Linked DNA regions of Takifugu rubripes: region 1 is linked to region 2. Evidence: chromatin contacts called from public Hi-C data. All regions are on one chromosome and are shown on one strand. The core of a region is the stretch at or near the end of the contact, and the rest is flanking DNA. Distances in the headings are between cores, read along the strand shown. Region 1 holds the start of LOC105417083. Region 2 holds the start of LOC101073053 (katanin p60 ATPase-containing subunit A-like 1).

Evidence for each region. A called contact is a pair of places that touch in the nucleus more often than the background predicts.
Region 1: a contact with region 2 is called in a Hi-C map of muscle, with 15 times the contacts expected there. The contact joins the promoter of LOC105417083 here to the promoter of LOC101073053 in region 2. A contact is called at or near these places in 2 of 2 Hi-C or Micro-C datasets (muscle and an unstated tissue).

What each region holds. Positions count from the first base shown.
Region 1 is chr1:16,475,751-16,478,826 of fTakRub1.2, reverse strand. It overlaps LOC105417083, which reads left to right and starts at 1,457. Exons shown (of 3, transcript XM_029836596.1): 1 at 1,457-1,569. It overlaps c9h13orf42 (chromosome 9 C13orf42 homolog), which reads right to left and starts at 2,718. Exons shown (of 3, transcript XM_011608604.2): 1 at 2,296-2,718; 2 at 2,070-2,214; 3 at 1,216-1,498. The coding sequence starts at 2,718. The coding sequence ends at 1,254. rnaseh2b (ribonuclease H2, subunit B) reads left to right here. Exons shown (of 11, transcript XM_011608596.2): 8 at 74-155; 9 at 231-276; 10 at 381-458; 11 at 649-803. The coding sequence ends at 759.
Region 2 is chr1:16,005,647-16,008,869 of fTakRub1.2, reverse strand. LOC101073053 (katanin p60 ATPase-containing subunit A-like 1) reads right to left here and starts at 1,414. Exons shown (of 10, transcript XM_003961608.2): 1 at 1,229-1,414; 2 at 918-1,078; 3 at 162-324; 4 at 1-64. The coding sequence starts at 1,390.

The sequences.
Region 1 (3,076 bases), core at 208-2,707, 470 kb before region 2:
TAAACTCGTGTTGAGCTCTTTTAGTCTCAGATGGTATTGTTAATAACTTCTTTCTGTCATTGTAATTAAACAGAAGACTACCTTCGCTACGCCCATGGACTGATATCAGAGTACATCAGTGAAGACCTCAGCAAAGCTCTCCACAAACACTTAGAGTAGGTTCACACATTCAGCGGGTGACCCTCAGCAGTGTGCAGACGCGCCAACATTCTTCCTCTACTGTTCCTCAGGTTACCAGAGATCACCAGCCCAAAAGAGACAGAACCTCCATCTAAGGTACGAGCCGAGTCTGCACTGTGCAGCGAGCTGGTGACGTCATCCCACGTTGCTGTGACGACGCGTGAGCCCGTTTGTGACATGACTCTTACTCTGTTTGCCAGAAGCGGAAACTTTCAGACAAACCGGTGGAGGCAGGAGAGGATTACACCAAATTCAACAGCGCGGACTTTGTGCGAAAAGTGAGTGGTCGTCCCGAGAACTGCCTGTCCTAAATCTGAAACTTTGCTTTCACCTTCTGGAAGACTTTCAGCCAATGGCGATCCTGGGTCAGATTGTCTCTGACTCTAGGAAGTTTTCTTCGCTCAGCTTGAACATTAATTGAATTTCCTCCTACTGTTTCATGTAAATTTGTGTTTCTCTTTATTCCAGTCGGCCAAAAAGATGACCGCTGCTCAGAAAAGTCTGGCAAAAGTGGACAAGACTGGCATGAAGCCCATGTCCTCTTTCTTTAGCCCCAAGGTCAAAACGGAGAAGCAATAAGTTTTGTAGAAGTTCTGGTTTTCTAATAAAGAGAAAAAAATACAGTTGGCACTTTTTCCTTTTCATAACGTAGGAGGGAGAAACCAAGTACTGGACGTCTCCACCCAAACGGAGTGAAATAAATCCCTGGAAAATCCCGTTCGTGATACCTCATGTCAGAGGTGTGTTTTATTAGAATAATTAGGTAATTGCTTTGCAGGTCGTTTTACCCTTGGCAATGATGAGAAGAATATTATTCAGGAAACATGTCCTCTTTTACAGCCCATAATTCTAGTGTGGAGGGTGTTTACTGTTAAACTGGTGCCAATATCACTGAAAATCCTGCTTTCCTCTGATCTGAAGGACAACTTCTCTGGTTCGGTTCTGTTGAAAAGCACACCTGGAAGCGTTGCTCATGGGTCAGGGCGATTGTGACGATTCATATATAAACCAGACAAAATTAAATATGCAAGCAGCAAATGTATCAAAATGCTTTTATTTGTTTCAAACGTCCCTCAGTGCTTTTTTAACCTGGGCTTGAAGCGCAGGGTCTGTAGCGCGCTCTCCACCACTTTGGGCAGGTGGATGGGGTTCCTCTGCAGCCGCAGACGGCTGCTCGTGGACCCGTTCTTGTGGCGTTTCTTCCCACCGCTTTGATTGGCACAGTCTGGAAGCGCTTCCTGCTCGCCGTCGTCCGTGACCCGGGGAACCCGCAGAACCCAGTTGGAGTGGAGGCCGTGTTGGGCTGAAGTGGAAGCCACTGAGGAGAGCAGACATTTCTTCTGATAAGATCGTGCACAGCAAGACCTACATTTAAAATACACCATGAGTGTAAGTTCATTTTTGTTGTATTCAGCAAGTTTCTCTTTTCATCTGCTGTCATCTCTGTCCACTGAGGGACAGAAATAGGGACGTTGAGTTTCATAAACAATCTTAATTTGAAACAGGGGCCCATCAGGGGTGAGGCTGGATGAGCCAGTTGCATTCAGAAGAAGCTGGTGCAGTGGGAATGACCGAGTGTCCTATTTAAATGACCCGACGATGGCGGAGCTGCTTTCGCCAATCTGCCCTTGAATCAAAGAGAAAAACGGAGCTTTTCTCTTGACACGAGTGTTCGGATGCTCTGACGCTTGAGCCTAAGCTGTGGGGGCGATGCAGAAAGCTGTCAGAAGCTGCATTTTACATCCTATATGTTCTGGCGTCTATTCAAGCTGACACTAAAACGCAGGATGCCATTTCTGCACTTCTTTTTTTGGAAAAAAGCTTTTATGAGGTGAAATTCTTCGCGTTTTCTTCTCCCAGAGAGCCAAAAAGAAACCTTTGCAACTCACCTATAAAGTCCACATCTGCGTGGCCCTCATCGGTGTACGGTTTGCGCTGCGCCTCGCTGTCACAGCTGGCGATGACCGCGTCCAAATAGCGCAAAGTGTCCTCCTCGTTCGGGACTGGGGGGTCGGAGTCCCTTGTTCTCCGGGCCTACGGTTCAAACAATGGCAGGCACACTTGTTTTGACTCCGCTCGGCCGCTTTTTAAAAGAGGATTTAAGATTTTCTTTACCGCTTCTTCTTTCCCAGGCGGTGGCGGCGGGGCCGGCCTCTTCTTGAGGGACGTCGCGGCCTCGGCCTCGCTCCTTGTAAAGTCCCCTACCGTTTGGGTGTATTTCCGCCTCAGTTCCACCAGCGCCTCCAGGTACTCCAGACAGTTTCTGCTCTGTGAGTACAGCCAGATCCGGTCCTCTTGTCTCTGGTAATAGAACAGGGTGGACTCGATGCTAACGGTGCTTTTGCTCCGCTTTAAGATGGGACCCTCAGCGGCCTGGCTCCGCTCCCCCACCACCAGCATGGAGGTGCTGCGGACCAGCCGGACCGTGCAGGCGCTGTGATAGTCCTGCTCCGACCGGGACACACCGGCGGAGCCACCGTCCCGCCCTCTGTGCGCCTGATTGTTGGGGCGGAACACATTATTAAGCTTCCTAAACATTCCTCCGCACGGACTATTTAGGTGTTACAGACTTGCCCATAGGTTCCTGTTTGTGGGGATTCTTCTACCCATGCTTTTAAACAAATAGGTAATCAATGAATCAAACAAACAAACAAACAAGGGTCCTTTAAACCTGCCCAGAGGTGTTCTCCGTGTCCTGTCGCTGTCCGGGGTGCTGAAATAATCGGGACAGAGAATCAAAAACTGTCCCGAGCGTCTTATCTAAACTGACGTTAGTTGACATCTAATAGTGTTGGAGGATGTTGCTTAGCAACGCTATTGTGACGATACCACCGGCTGCAACTCTACACTTGGTGTAGTGCAACAGTGTCAGATGGCCTGACTCAGGGGGCAGAGA
Region 2 (3,223 bases), core at 165-2,664:
CATATCCTGCACCATCAAACTTCTTCAGCTCTACATCTCCTGGATCTGCAGCCCCTTTCTTTCCCTTTTGGATTAAAAAAAGCAAATCAATCAATGTTTTTTTTTCTCGCTGTCTATATGTTAATCCAGTCACATTATCAATCAAACAGTAGTAGTCCGACCTTATCATCTTTGGCCTTGAAGCCTCGGGTGTCCTTGAATCCTGGTCGTTCTGGTTTAGGGTTGGCCTGACCTCGAACTCCAGCGCCTCTATGCTGGAAACCGGCGGAATCTCTCCGCTGCTGTTTTACACCAGTGCTGGGTCGCTTCAATGGAACAGGATTCCTACACAGACGGAATCAAAAAGAGAAAAACTTACACATGAGGATGTTAATTTTAAGTGAGTCACATATACATTCCAGGTGCAGCAATAGCATTAAACCAGTTCTGCTCTTTTCCCTATGATGTCACACAGTAAATCACGGTTACTCACAGACTCACAGACTAGAACGTCTCTATGAACTGTTTTTGTTTGTGTTATATTACAGAGGCACTATACTCTAATGCAAGGGTGGCTAAGTCCAGTCCTTGGGGGCTCTCTACCAGCTGGTTTCCTGTCCTACCAGGCAGAAAATTCTTTCTCCCAGGAAAGTTGTGTGCCACCTGGAAGTGCTGTACATCTGAAGGATATAAATTCCAGCTGAAGTGTGCTCCTTGAGGACTAGATTTGGGCACCCCTGAACTAGAGTTTGTAAAACTTCATTCTTTTTAAATGTACTTTTTAAATTCATTAATGGATGCCTTTGCAGTCTAGAGAAAAAAGGAAACTCAGTAACACTCATGTTGACAAATGCATTAAATACTGCAGGAAAAAAGTGGCTGGGTAAAAGGGAAAAAAGTCATTGGGGGGGTTAGCAAAGAAACGTCTGCACAAATACCTGTGTACTGCTGGGACTGGAGGGGGCCAAACTACTGGATCTTCGGGGCTGCACTCCAACTGGGAGGCTAAGGTTACAGTCGGCTGCTCAGACTTAAAGGTCTCGAGTGTTCCTGTGATGGATTTTACCTGTTCGTACTCTTCAGTCAGCTCCAGTCTGATCTGAAAAGAGGCATCACAACACAGAAAAGGGTAACTGCTGCTGTGTGTAGATTACTTTAGATGTTCAAGACGTAATGGCTGAGAAAATATCAACTATTGACCATAATGGAAAATAATGTATAATGTACAGACAGGGTGTTGGTAACTGACCTGCTGCCATTTGACCTTGACTGCAGGGTCTCTCAGGGTCTGGCAGTGCTTCTGGATCTGCTGTATGACACCCTCGTAGTAAACAATGGAGGAGTCATAACTCCCCAGCAAAGCATATTCCCGAGCCCTCTTGGCGTAGTCACATATTTCTTCCAAATTCATGCTGAAAAACAGCTACATGGGAAATAATATGGTAATGTTGAAAAACAGCAGTGGATTTTTTCCCCCCACGAATTAACATTAAATTATGATCTTAAAAACACATGCCGCCTTAACCTTTAGTAAAGACCAGATTCCAAATCCAGCAAGCCAGCAAGTGAATGGCTGTATTTATTTATGAAGATCATGGTGATGGGCAGTGCACTATGCAACTGATTTTGATTACAACTTTCTTTCCAATTTCTATTATATTGTTTTCCAGTTACACCCTGTCATCTCAACGATGGTAGCCTGTGATAGCTTTCTAATAGGCCCCCAACAATCCCAATAATTGTGGCAATAAATAGCACACATATCCTCACCCTAGAAGCATCTCTCAAAGCTATGCAAACAAAAAATGACTGACTCCATAATGTATGCTCCGGTTTACAAGAAGTGTTGAACAGTGAGATCATTGAAAACTAAGTGTTTTGACTCATATGTTCTATTTTGAGGTGCTAATTTTGGGTCTGATTTGCTTTGGTTCTGCCTCACAATGATGTCATAATCTAAACACGCCACAAAGAAGTCCTGGGTTCACCCCTGGCCTTAGAGGTGTGGCTTTTCTCTGCACAATAAGGATCTTCACGAGTCCTGTCTCCCTGTGGATTGAACTGAATGGATTGCCATGTGCTCCGAGGCTTGGCTCTGGAGAGTCAGGTCTGTTGAGAGAGTATTTGGTCTATTGTTCTGGAGAGAGACCAGACTATCTGCACAAACTTGTTGGTTTGTTTGGCCAATCACCCATTGCTATCCAGGTTATGCTTGACCTGATGAAAAAGCAAGGTTAGGCTCTCATTAGTATAACTCCCAGAAGTGATGCAAAAAAAACTTCCTGATAACCTCTGCAGGTCAACATCATCAAATGCTACTAACAGCTCAGCGCCATCTGTGGGTTTGGGTCCCCAGGTTGTGAAATACTCCCAAGAAATGGGGAATTTCGCAATATTTTTACTACAAACATCCACGAGGTGATATACCCGGATCACAGGCAGTTTCTGAGAGTTGTATTCAAAGGCAGGGGCGATGACTACATGACTCTGCCATTCAGCCTGTCACTGGGTCCCTGCACCTTCACCAAATGTGTCAGGGTTGCATTAGCATAATGGACCAAGTAGAGGATTGGGCTCAAGTTGCAAGCTCACTAACACTGATGCATATCCAAGCACTGGGCTTTTCAATCAATGTACAGAAGAGTTCAATGATCCCAAGGCAACAGTTTTGTTCCATTGGTTGGGCATATGCGAGCACATCTGCAAGGGCCAGGGCTGGCGGCATTTCGCCAGTCTTGCTCAATGTCAGTTGGGACAGAATGCATTTCCAAATAATTTCGCAGCTGATAGGCAAAATGGCATCAGTGTTCATGGTGGTTTGAGCATTTCCACACTGGTCTCACTGGTTCTGGACACGGCATCTCTTCCATGCAAGACGGTGATAACACCATGATCCACACATGTTCCTAGTCAATTGATCCTGGGACCAGACCTTCTCTCCTGAGGTGTTCCCATCTATGGTGGTGCAAATATGGTGCCGTGTTGGCAGGGTGGAGGTGGGTGCAATTGCCTCCACAGCAAACACCCATTGCCTCCTGTTCTTTTCTATAATGGACTGTAGTGAACCGACGGGGACGGATGTGTTAGTGCACTTGTTGCCCAACACTCTGCTGTATGCATATTCCTCAGTGGAAAGGATTTTGTTGGTGCTAGAGAGGGTCCACAAGCAGGACTGAAATGTGCCTCTATTTATTTGCTCAACTGTGGATTTGTTAACATTGCTGTTGGAGTTACTGGATAATGG